Regions from separate parts of the Mus musculus genome. Here region 2 is linked to region 1. Evidence: chromatin contacts called from public Hi-C data. All regions are on one chromosome and are shown on one strand. The core of a region is the stretch at or near the end of the contact, and the rest is flanking DNA. Distances in the headings are between cores, read along the strand shown. Region 1 overlaps Dab2ip (disabled 2 interacting protein). Region 2 has its middle 17 kb from the start of Ptgs1.

Region 1 (7,586 bases), core at 1,642-4,141:
TGTGCTTTTAAGCCCTCCAGCCCCCAACTTCTATTTTGTTTTTGTTTTTTTATTTTTAAAGCTGGTTTTAGGAAAATACATGAGATTTCAACATCGGCAAGGTGAGTTACAAGTCTCCGGAATCTGTATCCTGCTTTTCCTTGGCCTTGAATTCCTTTGGTGTAAGTTCTGAAACGATAACACTCTGTGATCTTTGTCCTGCAGAATAAATGGTGTCTGCTGGAGTGCCCTGGAGACAGACTGACTTTGCATCTATTTGTAAGATTTGTTTTATTGAAATTACCAATTGTCTGTACGCACAGCTCTTTGAATTCTCCTCTGAATTGGCTGTGACAACTGACTGGATTCTTCATTAATTAGTGAATTAAAAAAAAACACTAAACATATGTTCATCTTATATTTGTGTGTAAGTCTTGGTTGTCAAAAAAAAAAAAGTCTGCTTTCACACAATTGCTACTTTCTGTCATGAAAGGGTAAAAGCTGTAAACATTTTGTAAGAGACCTTTCTGAGACTGAGGCCTTCTCCCTCCAGACTCGAAGAGTGTGGAGTCCCCTGACCTCATGGGTCTCTCTGTGGGCAAAGCCAATCTTCACACATCAGCAATGTGTGGGCTCCCCCTATAACTGCAGGGCCCCTCTCTAGCCCTCAGGGCCTCGGTGCCAACCTTTTGGCTGGTGGGAAGGACAGGCAGAAGGGCAGACCTTGGTCCCCAGAGAATCAGGTGATTTGAGTAGCTGGACCTTTGAAGGGCTGTTTGTCTTCTTATTTCAAGACACTCAGAAATAAATGACAACCAGGAGTCACAAAGATAGCAGTCAATTCTAAACATGGATGTGGAAGACATGACCATCTTCCTATGAATTCAGCAGACAGTGTAATATAGCCATAGCTCAGGATTTCGGTGTGCCGCAGACCAGCAGACAACCCACCTTGGTCACAGGTCTGGTAACTACTCAATCCAGACAGTGTGATGCTCACTGGGTTGGTCAGGTTTGAGAAGCCCTGTATGCCCACCTCTCTCCCGCCGACACCAACCACGCCTTCCCTCCTGCCAGCTGCTGGGGAAAGCAGCATCTGTCTTGTATCTTTATTTTGTATTCTGCCACTTCCCTAAGCAAAGACCATTTGGGGGATGGGAAATTTTAAGAAAATCCCATTTTGTTTTGTTTTCTTGCCCGTGTCCCTCGGGAAGTACAATGAGCTTCTTTTCTGCCGTTTCTTCACCACCTCTTACTTCCTTCCCCATTAAGGAAGTGATGGGGGGGGGGGTCTAATGCTTCGCTTTTAGAGATTGTACTGACTTTTTTCAGTGCAAGGCAAGCCCTCTACCACTGAGCTCCAGGTATTTTTTAATTGGATTTTCATCATAAACACAAAAACATGTTGAGGGAAAAAAATGTAGAGCGCATACGTAAGCCAAGAGGACCACACTCAGCATCCCTAGGTCAGCATCTGATCCACATCTTGGCATTTCTCTCTTTGATGATCCCAAGTGTGACTTTAGGTTTTATTGTGAAATTATTCTTCTTAAAGATCTTATTTTAAGCCATGTGCTTAAAAGTGTTTGCGAGCTGCTCGATGTGGGTGCTAGGAACCAAATCGAGGTCCCCTGCAAGGGCAGGATGCACAGTTAACCATGGAGCCGTCTGTCTCTCCCGTCCTTGGAAATGCTCCTCGATCCTCCTATAGTCCTATAAAGACCACTTGTTTGTTCCTCAAATGCAGTCCTCCCTGAAGACGTCCCTGCAGTACAGGCACTACCTTCTTCATTTTACAGCAAGGAAACTAAGAATGGAGCGCTTTTCCATGATGCTAAGACCATGTTGCCAATCAATAGCCATTAAGGCTCAAAGCCCACTCTCATGCATGTCCAAACTCAAGCTCTAACCTACCAATTACCATTTCCCAACCCAGGTGTTATTGTGAACATGGTCTAAAACGCTAAACCAGAATCCTCCTGGACATATAATTCCGTTATCAGCGTTTACACTTAATACATTATTTACATCTTTCAATGTCATTTATTATTCTTCTACAAATTTAATGGCTGCACAGCGTTTCATTATATTGGGTATGTTTTATTTATTTTTAAATGGCTCCTCCGTATCCAAACGAGAAATAAAACTGGCTGTAAAATATTCAAACAGCACAAAGGAAGAAGAGAAAGCAGAACACTGACGTTTCCCTTCCCTCTCCCCGGAGCAAACTGCCACTGACGGTGGGGCACGTTGGCCTGTGGTGGGATTCATTGGCTGTTCTTTAAAAGAATGGGGGCACACTGATTGAGAGCCCACTCTTCACTCAGAAGGGCTCAGCAACGTCATTCTAAATCTGTGCACTTCCACTAAGGCCTGAGAATCGAGAATTCGCGTTTAAAGGAAGTCGCGCTTAGCCCTTGGCTTGAACAAACAGTAGAAGAGTTGTAACCGGGGGGTGGGGGGTGGGGGGGGTGGGGGGGGTGTGCGCTGAAAAATGAGGAAAGGAACAAGTTTTAGAGGCTTCAAGCTCAAGAACTCTATTTCAGACAAATCAAGTTTGATGTGAATGAAATCCTCAAGTGGCAATACCAAGCGGGCACATGGTTCTGGTGAAAGTGCAGTGTGTGTGTGTGTGTGGGGGGGGCATTTACATGGAGCAGAGGGTGCGGCAAGGGTCCCTGCTGCTTCTAAAGAGAGCCTATGTTCATCTGTACTTTCCAGTCCCCTTCTCCACTGTCTCCAACCCTGGGTCCGCGTGTCATCCGCCCTGGTTTCTTGCTATGTAGCAGATGGCAAGCTTTCAATGGCCTCAGGGTCCTGGACTACACGTGCTCTCCGAGGGTGTACGCACACAGCCCGGGCTTCTTCTGGAACAGAAGCACTGTGACTCAGTCCTTTCATTGAGGAAATCTCTCTAAAATGAGCAGAAGGACCGAGGCCGGGCTCACTTCCCCTTTTCAGCCCTGTGGCTGGTGTCCCCAGGTCAGAACTCACTGGGTTCCATTTCTCCAGAGAATGATGGCCAGCATATAGTACCGTCCTTTCAGGGCTCTGCGGGGCAGCTGTCCTGGCTCTGACTATACGGTTGTCTATGCTTGGGGGCTCCCACCTAAGCCTCTGGGTAGGATCTGGGCAAGCAAACCTTTCCCGTCAGCTTCCAGTTGACAGTTAAGCAATTTTCTTATCTCCTCGGATCTCCTCCCACATTAATCTTGTCAGTACAATGATGTTTGGGGAGGAGACGAATCACATGTGATCAGGAATCCTCATTTAACTGCAAGACTCGTTTCTTTTAAAAAAAAAAAATCCTGGTAGTGTTATCTGCTTGTTTTTTATACATTTCTCACTGTAGCCTAAACTGGCCTCTGGGTAGGCATTTTCTTTATGTTTCGGTGTAGCCAAGTGTAGGCAATTTCTCATTTGCAATCTGACAGACAGATCTGTTCTCACGAGGGTGAATGCTTGATGGTCCTTGCTTATTAGAAGGCCTAAAAACCCTCCAACTGCTTTTTTCTTTTTCTTTTCTATTTTTTAGGGGTCTGGAGGTGTTTTTGTGCCAGTTTGCTCTGGGCTTCTGTGTGTTCTTGCCCTTGTAAGGCTGAACTGCTCATGTTCAACCCAGGGTTATCGCACATCAGAAGACAGGATCCCAAACACTGACAGATGCGGGACAAACCGCTGGGGACGCAAGGCACTCACTCATCCAGCAGGTACGGCTGAAGTGCTCTCAGTGAGTTCATTTCCAGCTCAGGAAAACCTGACCCTAAAAACCAAGCACTAGATGCGTGGGGTCAGCCAGCCTTAGCCTCCCCTCACTGGTAACCCTGGGCAGAGCAGAGCTCAGCTCTTCTCTCATCAGGTTGCAGATTAATAGGGTCGACCTAGAACCTCTGCAGCAGGAAGCATGGCAGCTCTCAGCTCCCAGGAATCACTGGGGCTCCCAGCCTGTGCAGGTCGGGAGGGCCTTTAAGAGGTCAGCTGCTCCACTCCCAAGCACAGGGCTTTCCACAGAGAGGAGGGGCAGTCCCAGGTCACCCAGGTAGGGGTCATGACTAGAACAACAGTATTAGGTCAAGATCCAGTTACCTGTAGGAAAACAAGCCAGGACACAGATGAAGAAAGGCAAGTCAGGCTTAAAATAGCTAAATAAATCTTTAATATTTCTAATTGCAAATGTACAGAAATTGCACAGCCACACGGAGTCTTCGAACACCAACAACTTCTCTGTACATTATTACAGGGTTAAAAGTCTCGACTGGAGGGAAGGGCTCCGGCCGATCCAACCTTTGCATTTTTCCTTTTCACATACTTACAAAAGGGGGAGCTGGGCACAGTGGGGGATCGGGTAGCCTTGTGGCCGAGTATATAGAAAAGAGGGGCTGGTTCCCTGGACAGTCTGGCTCCCAGACCTATGAGTATGAGGGAGGAGTGTCCCTCGGGCAGGTGCTGGGGTACACGTTGAGCTCTGGCCCTGGTCCCCACCCCTACTCCTGGGCAGTCAGAGGTCTTCACTCAGAGGAAGTTTGGCAGTTTCCTTCACCCTAACACACAAGTTGAACAAAAAGGTCAGGTGTCTGTGTTGGCAAGGGTGGGGCCGCTCTCTCCATCAGATCTTGGGTGTCAGTGGCCAGGGTCTTCCCAGAGCAGGGCCTCTGGCAACTCCAGCCCTTGCTGTAAGCAGAGCTCAGACGCCCCAAGCCGTTGCTGTGGGCAGGAGGATGCTTTACTGGCCCCACTGGGGCATTTGCCCCCATCAACCTTCCACCCAAACAGCATGCTTGAAAGCCAACGAATCAATGCCCCGGGCAGGAAACAGACAGACAGACACCTAGACTGCAAAGCTCTTTGTCCTGCCCAGCACCGTTCTCCAGGCTCTAATATCAACCGTGAGAGCAGTGTCCTGGCCAGCCCTCGCAGCACCAGGACTAAAGGACTATGTACATCCCTTGGGTGAAATAGTTCCATTACAGTCAAACACCAAGAACATTTACAAAAAAAAAATTTACAAAAAAAATATTGCAGACTTGCAATTAAGATAAAAATCTGTGGAGAGTCTGTACACTTTTACAGTTTTTGCACTAGGTAAATAAGGCTCTCGGCCTGAGAGCTAACAACCCCACCAGAGGGGGCCATTGCATCTGGCCCTGCGCTCTCCTGTCCAGGCCTGGGGACCTCCCCATATTGCTAGGAGGCGCTCAGACAGAGGTCACTTTACGAGGCATGGGCGAGAGTGTGGGTGAGGAGGAAAACAGGGCTCCCTGGGCAGTGGAAGGGCAAGACCCAGGCCAGGCCAGGCCAGGCCAGGCCCTGCCCAAGAGGCCACCCCTGCTGAAATGCATGGGAGCAGGGGTGTGGACAGGAGTGGGGCAGGAAGAGGCAGTGGCAGGCCCTCAGCCCCACCTCCTTCCTTCCTGAGGTCTCTGACCCTTGATAGCCACGCCCTCTCCCAGCATTGGTCTGCAGCCTAACTGGGTTCTTTTACCCTTGCCTGTCCATCGTGGACTGAGGACAGGGCGCAGCCTAGCTAGGCCACACCTCAGGATGTCCACGCTTTCTAGTGAGGACTCTAGGAGCATTAAGTGCAGCTTGCCTAGCCCCATTCTGCTGCCTGGGCAAAGCCTAGCTCCTGCCCTAGGTGACTCAGAACCAGGGCTTGGAATCTAGAGTGTGGGAACAGATGGGGACCCAAGAAAGACCCAAGCTCCTGCCCTTCTCTGTCCCACAAAGGGGGGGGGGGGAGGGACAGATATGCTACAGAACAGCCTAGAGCTGGGGAAAACCAGCCCCAGCTGTGGGGGATGCCCCTCCCTGCCTGCAGTGCCTGGGTCCTTGGCTGGGGCTGGGAGGGTGAGGAGAGGCGACTGCACACGGGGCCTGGTGCAGGCTGCTGCTGTCTTGGAGAGGGAGCAAGTCTAACATCCTCCAGGGCCGCTATTTCCCATGCAGTGCGCTCGCTCAATTTAAAAGGCCCCTGTGTTCCAGCAAGCGAGCAAGCGGGCTTTTGTTTCTAATGCATACTGTGAAAGGAAAAAAAATCACAGTTATCCACCTTCTCAGGGCCGGCAGGCTTTAGAATTCTTTCTTAAACTATCAGAGAAGAGAGATCACCTTTGCAGGGTGAGCACTGGCTGGCCTCTCCCCACAGGGCCACTGTGCAGGCCACACTGGGACCCTGGAGAAGGCAGCTACAACGCATGGTGCAACCTGGCCACCTCTGCCCAGCTCTCTGGCTTCTGGAGTTCCAAGAGCATGAGCCAGGCCCGCATGTGAAGTGTGGGAAGCTATGGCTCCTCCCACGGGTATGAGGGCCCAGCAGAGAAAGTGCAGTGCTGTCTGTTTGGCAATGCAAGGAAGGAAGGGAAGGAGGGTGGAGGGTGTCACGTCTGGGATGGGCATAGGACCGAGGTTCTGTTCTTCAGTTCCTCACCCCCTGGAAGGGTCCCTGACCAGCTGCATGCAGTGGCAGGGGCTCAGGGCAGAGATGAACAGGGGCCACTCTGCCTGTCAACTACTCCATCAGGTCCTGGGGGCCATGGGAAACCCACAGCAGTGGCCCCTAAACCTTCCTTGAGCCCTTTGCAGGTAGCTTCCTCCATGGGAAAGGGTAAGGAGGGGTACATGCACCTGGCTGCTCAGAGAGAAGGTGCCACATACCAAACTCAACAACCAGAGACACATTCGGCAGGCCTCCCTGCAGACTGGCCCCACTCCCCAGTGCAGTCTCCGCTGCCTCTACCCACACCCACTGTTCAGGTGGGCAAAGAGAAGGGGGGCCACTGTGCCCTCAGTCTCACGCTCCATCAGTCTTACGCCCCCTCCACTGCAGGCTAGCCTGCAACTGTGGGAGTCTCCTGACGGAGACCCTGTCCCGGGCCACCACAGTCCCCCTCTCCTCAGGCAGGTTAACAATTGCTGCTGTTTCTGAACTCGCCGTTCTCAGTAATCTGCAATTTGGTGGGGTTGGTGGGGGAGACGCCGTTACGGGCTTGCATGCTGTACCTCTCTTTCAGCTGTGTGAGGGCACTCATGAGGCGGGCATTGGCAGCATCCAGCGAGGCAATGCGCTTTTCCTGTGGGCAAAGAGGGCATTAGTGATGCTTGAGGTGGGCTCTAGCCAGCAGTAGCCAGCAGAGAGCACCACGACAGGCCAGAGAAGTGTGTTAGGCCCAAGCTGTGGAGTAGCTGGGCAGGTTCTGTGCTATCACAGACTGGGGCCTTATAATTTGCCTCCTACCTATACAAAGCTAAAGCGGAGCTATAGCACCTGAGCTCGAAGGCAGAGCCTTTCCTCTCACACTGTCACACACCCAGAGCTCCTTCCTAGGCTATGTAGCTTACACTCTAACCAAACCTGCCAATTCTTGGGGCATTCAGAGAAAGGGACACAGCTGTGAGTGAAGGGGCTTGGGGACCAGAGCCCTTCTGCCTAGCCTTCTTTCACCTTCCTAGTCCTGCCTACTCCACTTCCATAAGTCCCTGGTTAGCATCCTCAGAGCCCAGAGACCTTGGTTCCTGGTCCATGGTTTTTACACTGAGGTGTAACCAAGGATACCAGAGAAGCTAGTTACACTCGAACTACCCCAAACTCTGTAACACTGTAGCCAGAG
Region 2 (7,586 bases), core at 2,915-5,414, 480 kb before region 1:
GGCTGAGAGCCAGGGCTGCATTCCTTCTGCCCAACCCACTACCAGCCTCCTGGGCAGTCCAGGTTCCAATTGTCGTCCCCCCACCCCACCCCCAGAGAAAGACAAGAGCAGAGCTGGGGAAGGACCCTGCGTGCTCTGTGTCACCACAACAGCATTCTGGAGGTGGCTTCTTGGCCCAGCCTGGGCCTTCCTTGGAACTCTAGGATATCTGAAAATAGAAAAGGAGAAGAGAAAGCTGTGGTCTGTGTTGTGGGCAGAGGAGAAGCTGGGTGGGGGTAGGGGTGAGCCTGTGGACAGAGGGCCCTGGGACACATCAAACCTGACCTCCAGCCCCCTCCCCCACCTGCTCTGCACCCCTTGAGTCTCTCTGCAGTCACCCACCTACACCTCTATTCAACAGAGCAGTAGACTGAGCCCCATCCCCACCCCCACAGGAAAGGTTGACCAAGAACACATTACAGAGCTGAGCCCAGAGCTTCTGGCCCCCAGAACTCTCCCAGTAGGCTCTCAGGATAGAGTCTGTTTGAGGCCTTGATTTCTGCTTACCTGCCCTGAGGGTCAAGTTCAGGTGGCCCACTCCAAAACCCTGGAGTGCCTTTCCTCTCAGAACCAGAGTTCAGCCTGTGCCTGGAAACCCTGAACCCTGGCTCCCTCCCAGGGGCTTCCTCCCTCCTCCCTCTTCCTTCTTCCCTCCTCCCTCCTCCTTCCCTCCTCCCTCTGCTCTTTGGATGACCTCTACCCAGGCAATCTTCCTTCCTCTTTTTCAGGCCCTCTCTCCCCACCCAAGCCTGGGCTCAACAGAGATGGGGACAGACATGAAGGGAGATGCCAGCTCTAGGTCCCAGCCTCCCAAACAGCAGTGTGTGGACCTCAAACAGCAGTTGACAGAAGGATAGGGCTACCCTGTGTGCAGCCTCCTCCCTTTCCCCTACCTAGTGGCAGATGGGGGCTACATGTGTGCTGGTTCCTCCTCCTCCCATGACAGATGGGGGGCTACCCTGTGTGCAGGCTCCTACCCCCTCCTTAGTGGGGTTATCATGTATGCCATCATCCCCTCCCCAGGACATGGCCTCCTCCTAGGAAGGCCCTGGGGCCTGTGAAAATGGAATCTAATTTTCTAATCTTCAGAACCTGTGGTACATTGCTTCCTGTCTTCCTGTGCCTCACGGCCCTTTAGAGACAGGCGAGCTGCCGCCAAGCCCCTTTCAAGAGGCCATTCAGGAGCCAGAGTCCTGCCTGGCTCTTCCCATGTGCCCGTGGGAGATTCGCCTGTGAGCTTCTCTACCATGGAGGTAATTAGGCACACAAGATCTAAATGAGAAACAAGATAGCACACAGGCTTGGCCCTGAACCTAGAGCGCAGCTACTAGCTGAGTCTGCGTGCTTAAGGAGGTAACAGGCTCTTGATTAGACCTGTGCCTTCTGCATTCAGATCCTTTTCCAGATCTGGTTTTTAAGTTCCATTCTGTAGTGAGGAATTAAAAATTAACTTAATAACTGGCTGCCTAATGTTTACTCTGTCTGAGCACCAGGATAGGAAAGAACAGGATTGACAACGGCTTGCCCCTCTCAGACAACTGACAAGGCTGTGGAGATGATAGGAGGGGCAGAAACATACAGAAAAGGCGCCTAGCTTACCCCTAATGCTCTTCCCGGAGAAAGCAGCATGTGCAAAGGCCCTGGGGTTGCAGAGAGGGGCCTCTGGGAAGTAGATGGGAACTGTGTAATAATGGCTAAGACTCTACCAATGCATATAAGCTGCACGACATTCTACATTCTAGGTACAGCTGTGTAGTATGGGCTTGACTTCACCCTAAGGCTTCTGGGAAGCTCTCTGGACCTTGTAGATACTATGTCTCCTCAGAACAGAAGGATGTGACTCAGGGTGGGCTAACCACACTTCTATTGTCTTAGAGTGGGGGACTGGCCATGGGAGAAACCAAGTGCATAGCTTAAGTCATGGGGCTTTGCGTCAGGCAACATCCCTCAGTCTGGAGACAGAGAACGAATGTGGGGACACCAGCTGGCCCCTCAGTGACGCCATGCAAATCATCTCTGAACTTGGAAGCGCAGGTGAACTTGATCTCCCAGCCACACTCCATGCAGACTACCACATCCTTGCTCAGCACATCCAGACATGACCCTCATTCAGCATAACTTATTAGATGGAATTTCTTCCCACCCTAAAGAGAACCCCCTGAAGGAGACACAGTTGCCTTTGTTTTGTAGAGTAGGGCACTGAGTCAAGCAACCTGACTGAGGTCACAGAGCACCTAATAACAAAAGTGGGCTCTGAATGTGGGAGTCAGGAACTGGAACGTGGGCCTGGACCACTATGAGGTACTGCCCAGCCAGGGCTGCCTGCAGGGAGCAGGGGAAGATGGGCCTGGAGCTGAGCTGGTCTTACAAGATGGATGGCAGGAGATGCATTCCATAGCTGCCTAACAGGTCTGGGGTCCCCAGAAAATAACCACACAATCACAAGTATTTCAGCAGGGCAGTAAGTTTGATTTGTGCAGAGGGTGCATCCAGTGTGGGTCCTGCTGGTGCAAATGGGGTCCACCTCACATCCTTACATAATGGCTCTCTTAAAGTGTCACAGCCGACAATCGGGATGTGATTTTTGAGCACCTAGTACACATATTTTTCATTTCAAGAAGTGCTGACCTTGGGGCTAGAAACATGGCTTCCAGAACCTTCACAGAGAGACCCAACCACCCGAAACTCTAGTCCTAAGGGATCTGACGCCCTCTTCTGGCCTTCCTGGGCATCAGGAGCACGGACAAGCTTTAGGCAAAACACTCACACACATAACAAACACAAACCCAAATTAAGAAAAGAAGTGCTGACATGGAAGGAATTTGACTTTCTGCCAAGTAGCTTCTCTCCATTTGTTTTTAAATGAAATGTGTCTTGTTTAACCCTTGGATAGAAAAGATACTGAGTTTCTCTTTTACATTTTCCACACAGTCTGGATTTGAAATGCAGAGAAAGGAAGAACAGATTATGAACTTCAGGCTTCTGCACACACAGCCAGGGTTCTGAATACCCATGCCTAGGAAAAACAAAACGCAAGCCACGTGACAGAGTCGATACCTCAGTAAAAGTCCTTAGTGCAACATTGCAGGGGAAACTCCCCTACACAGGACAGTATTCCGAAGTGACCACCAGGTGGCAGCATAGGCCACCTTTTTCGTGTCTGCTCAGGCAAGGCAGGCTGGAAAAGGAGGTTTCCTGCTAGCCAGGCTGGAGAAACCACTGGTACAACTGGAATAGGACCTCTGCCAGGGCCTCTAGGAAACAAATTCCTGCATGCACAGAGTCCAAAGGGCCCGGTGGAAAAGGCACGAGAAGTGGACTCCCACACGGCTTAGCCAGAGCAGGTGTCCTATGCGGTGAGGCTTGTTAGGAAATTTACATTTTCACCTCTAAGAACTGTAACCTGGAAACAGATTTTGAGACATTTTGTTGTCTGAGTCACCCCCAACTCTACCCATGGTGTAAAACTGAGACCAGTTTTACACTGGCATGGCCTGCTATTGCTGGAGTGGAATTGGGGAACCTGCTTGAGCAGCCTGAAACCGTTCTCTTACCTGCCTTCATCCTTATCACTCCCTTGCCTTGGCCACTCACCCAGCCACCACCAGGCCATCTGTGCACATCCTTAGCATTTCCAGGGGAACTCTCTCCTGCCCCTCTCCCACCCCCTTGAGTGAAACCCCCCTAACATCAGCCCTTGGAGGCGTCCCAGGAAAGGCTTCCCGATCCCCTCCCCCACACTGTCCTGTTATTTGCATCTCAGCCGTGCAGCAGGTACCAAGCACTTGGAACAAGCAGAACCTGAGTGTCCAGAGCAGGGGACTATGCTCGACTGCCCGAGGGTGGCTTGCCCGGGCTCCCCCAAGTGGAAGCCCCGCAAAGAGACCAGGGCAAATGGAAATGTGCGGCTTCTGAGATCACTGTTAATGCAGAGGTGGTAACAGACAGCCTGTTAGCTCATCACAGGTCACATACAGGAAACCTCCCTGGCTGTCTGTACATTCACTGAGCACTTACTATCTGTGGGCACTGTTCCAGGCCTTGTGATCAGCATGAGGAAGACAGAGGGGTGGGGCTGAATTCCAGACAATGTGCACCCAGGGACAACGCTTCATCAGCTCGCCCTGCCATACCCCTGTGACCGTGCCAGGCTGCTTACAGAGGCAATGATTAGCACTACGGCCAGCACACACTGGAGTCCGTTCACTTTGGTGACAGGAGGAAATGACATGCTGCTGCCAGTCCCTCAGAAAAGGCACCGCAGAGGCACAAAAAGACAGAAGGGGCCAGCAAGATGAATCAGCGGGCAAAGGTGCTTGCCACCAAGCCTGACAATCCGAGTCCAATCCCCAGACTCCATAGAGCAGCAGAAGGCTACTCCTGCAAATTGTCCTCTACACACACACACACACACACACACACACACGTGGAGGAAAAAAATCACACACACACACACGTGGAGGAAAAAAATATTTTGGAAAAAAATCAAGAAAGTGGGTTTTCAAACTATGTTCTTCAAAACTAGGGATCTGCAGGACTGTCCAGGGCCACCACCAGGGGACAGGGGACTCAAGCATCAGCCCCTTCCTTGCCACCTTCCACCTTTGCTAGTCACAAATCCATCCTGGGCTTCTCAGGTTGGCTCTTGTTTGAAGAAGAATCCTGCTGGCTCAGGAAAGGCAAGAGGTTTGGCCAGAGTCACACAGTCGGTCGGTCGAATGGAAAGCCAAGGCAGACAACAATCAGAACCTGAGGTCAGAGATCAGCCTGGAGCTCCCAAGTCAGGGCCAGAGACAGTAGAACACAGGTAGAACAGGAAGCCGCAGAAACAGGAGCCTGAAACCAAAGGAGGATGAAGTTGTCATGATGTGGGATCTGGAGGTCAGAGGCAAAGGTTCAAGGTCACATCCCACTGTCAGAGGTCAATGAGAGCCATTCCCGTATCAGGGCTGCATCCAGTTGGTATTCACTGAGCATATATGTGTGGGCATAGAAACTATAATCCATGGTCATGAGCAAAGCAAAGCCTTTGCTCTCCCTCAGCTACCTGGAGTGCAAGGTAAACAGAAGAAATAACTGCTAGCCATCTAAGCAGAAGGAAGGACTGCCTGTAGGTGGGCTGGTTCCTATGGGGTGGTCAAGGAGGGCCTCCCTGAGGAGGTGACATTTGAGCTCCAGTCTGTCTGAACCTGGGCCAGCTGCTCAGCTCCTACCCTGAAAGCCAGCAGATCCACTCTGGAAGGAGAGGATGCCAGAGGGGCAGGAAGTCTGGCCCCCTGTAACCATATCCCCAGGAAGGAGGAAGCCTGGACTTCGCTTTCAGCAGCCCTATTCATCAAGGCCCAGCTCTAACCTCAGGCAGTACCCAAGGCTCTGCCTGGGGAGGAGGCAGGGAGGGAGAGAGGGAAGAGGGAGGGAGGGTAGCAGGGAGAGAGCCCTGGATTCCCTTGCAGACAATAAATGCTTCCAGGTTCCCGGGAGCATTTTTCGGGTCACTGCCGCATCTGATCTCAATTACCCTCGGTGTAGGGTTCCCGGGTGGGGGGCAGGGGTGGAGAGGAGCCGGTTCCTCCATGATCAGAATCTCTAGGCCCAGCCAACCAAGGCACTTCAGGATAGGTCCCCAACATGTCAGTAGGCGGGAGACAGAATCGCCAAAGAGAGGTCCAGGTCCAACTGTGCGTGGAGGTCATCTTACTTCACAACCATTTTGCTGTGTGACCTCAGCCATTTACTGGACATCCCTGGGCCTCTGATTCTTGGGAATTCGGTAACAGTGTGCAGCTGGTTCACCCTCATAGTTAATTAGTTATGAATTTATTAATCAATAATTAAATAATTATTAATTAATTACCACCCTCACTAATACCTAGACTAGTGTTAATCGAATCTACTACAACACTCAGCCACAAAGGTCTTAGGCACACAAGAGAGAAGGCCCCTGGGATTGCCAAACTTCTGAGCTAGCAAGACTTTGTGACTGGCAACCTTAAGGCAATATCATCTTCTCCCAGGCCTCAGTTTCCCCATCCATCACAGTGCTGGTGGGTAAAAATCTGCCCAGGAGAGGGTCCTTCAGGATCTAATGTAGGAAGCCCCTTTTGCAGCAAGAGACCTCACTAGAGCCCTGTTACTAGTTTCTCTTTAGCTAGTAAAACTCCACTTCGAGGGTGGGCTGAGGAGTGAGCATGCTGGAGGGAGTTAAGGGCATCTTGGGTCTGACCCCGAGCTGGGCTCAGGGGAAATTAAGGAAGACTGCAAACAGGGATTCGAACCTAGATCCATGAGCGAGCTTCAGGGCTGAGCGGATGCCAGGGGTCAGCGGAGCGCGTGTTGCAGGCGGGCGCTGCTCTCTTCTCCCCAGTGCGCGCGAACCGGGAACTCCCCTCCGGCCTCTGCCAGGGAACAATGCCCGGCTTCCTGCCGCCCGGCGGCCGCCGGGAAACGGGTCCCCCGTGCAGGTACAGGAGGTCGCGCCCCGGGAGACCGCAGGGGGGATCCTCCGCGGCCCGCTAGGCAGCGCGCAGCAGTGCTCTGGGAGGCCCTGCCGAGATGCTCAGCGCACCCGCACCCGCACCCGCACCCGCACCCGCACCCGCACCCGCACCCGCACCCGCACCCGCACCCGCAGTGCCAGGCACTGGCCCTACTCTTCGGAAGCAGCGCTCTGTTTTTGCACAGCACCCGAGCTTCAGCCATGCTGCTTCAGCGAACACAAGCTTGGGCCTCTGCAGCAACCCAAGCCCTTGGCTAGACACTGGGAACTGGGGCACCTGATCTAGCAACCTAGAGAGAAAGAAAGCCAGCCATGGGCTTGTCAATCACGGTGCAAGCAAGAGGACCTTAGTTCGAATCCCCAGCATCTACATAAAAAGCCATCCAGGTGCCTGTGCCTCTGCAACTTGCGTGTGAGAACAGAGGCAGGTGGATCATAGGCATTCACTGAAGTGTTCTATGGTCTCTGAATGACTGCGTGGGCACACACCACTACACCACAAAAACATACATAATACACTCAAAATGAATGATGTCTTACATTAAAGTTACATTATACTTTATAGAGCGCAGTAAGGAGGAGACTGGCATGGAGACAGGGCTGCTCTGAATAAAGTCGTTATTAATAATTTAGCTTTAAGGCGACATTTAGCAACAATGCACAGAGCATGCATCACTAATAAACAGGTGACTCTCAAGAGCAGATACAGCACACCAACCAATCCAGACACTGCACCATTGTTTATATGCATGCACCCACACAGCCACATACATCTAAGCACTATACATGTACAAAACGTGTGTCCACTGTGTCTGTACTGTACACAAGCCAGCCCGTGCCCTGCTCCTTGAGTGACTGTCATTATTCTGTGTAGGTTCATCTATGTCATAGATCTCAACTATGTGATCCCTAATTTCAGAAGTCATGCATCCATATCAGACATCTCAGGACACTCTTAACACATGGATTCACACATGTCTTGTGTTGTGATCTTCACGTGAAATGTATAGGCATGTGTGGATCATAAGCCCTTTGAAAATTGACACACACC

The links. Hi-C and Micro-C count contacts between places; a contact is called where the count stands out from the background.
Region 2: a Hi-C map of the N1E-115 cell line shows a contact between it and region 1, with 3 times the contacts expected there. The contact joins two enhancer-like sites. A contact is called at or near these places in 2 of 484 Hi-C or Micro-C datasets (the N1E-115 cell line and embryonic stem cells).

The regions. Positions count from the first base shown.
Region 1 is chr2:35,727,521-35,735,106 of GRCm38.p6, reverse strand. It overlaps Dab2ip (disabled 2 interacting protein), which reads right to left. Exons shown (of 16, transcript NM_001114124.2): 16 at 4,113-7,049. The coding sequence ends at 6,882. Among named protein-coding and RNA genes, the nearest start is that of 9030204H09Rik, 88 kb to the left of the region's middle. Within about 2 kb of position 2,891, at least 70 of the 459 cell types and tissues checked have an H3K27ac peak or open chromatin away from gene starts, as enhancers often do. A contact at or near this core is called in the N1E-115 cell line, where this site is marked.
Region 2 is chr2:36,209,814-36,217,399 of GRCm38.p6, reverse strand. It overlaps a transcript of Ptgs1 not described here. Among named protein-coding and RNA genes, the nearest start is that of Ptgs1, 17 kb to the left of the region's middle. Within about 2 kb of position 4,164, at least 32 of the 459 cell types and tissues checked have an H3K27ac peak or open chromatin away from gene starts, as enhancers often do. A contact at or near this core is called in the N1E-115 cell line, where this site is marked.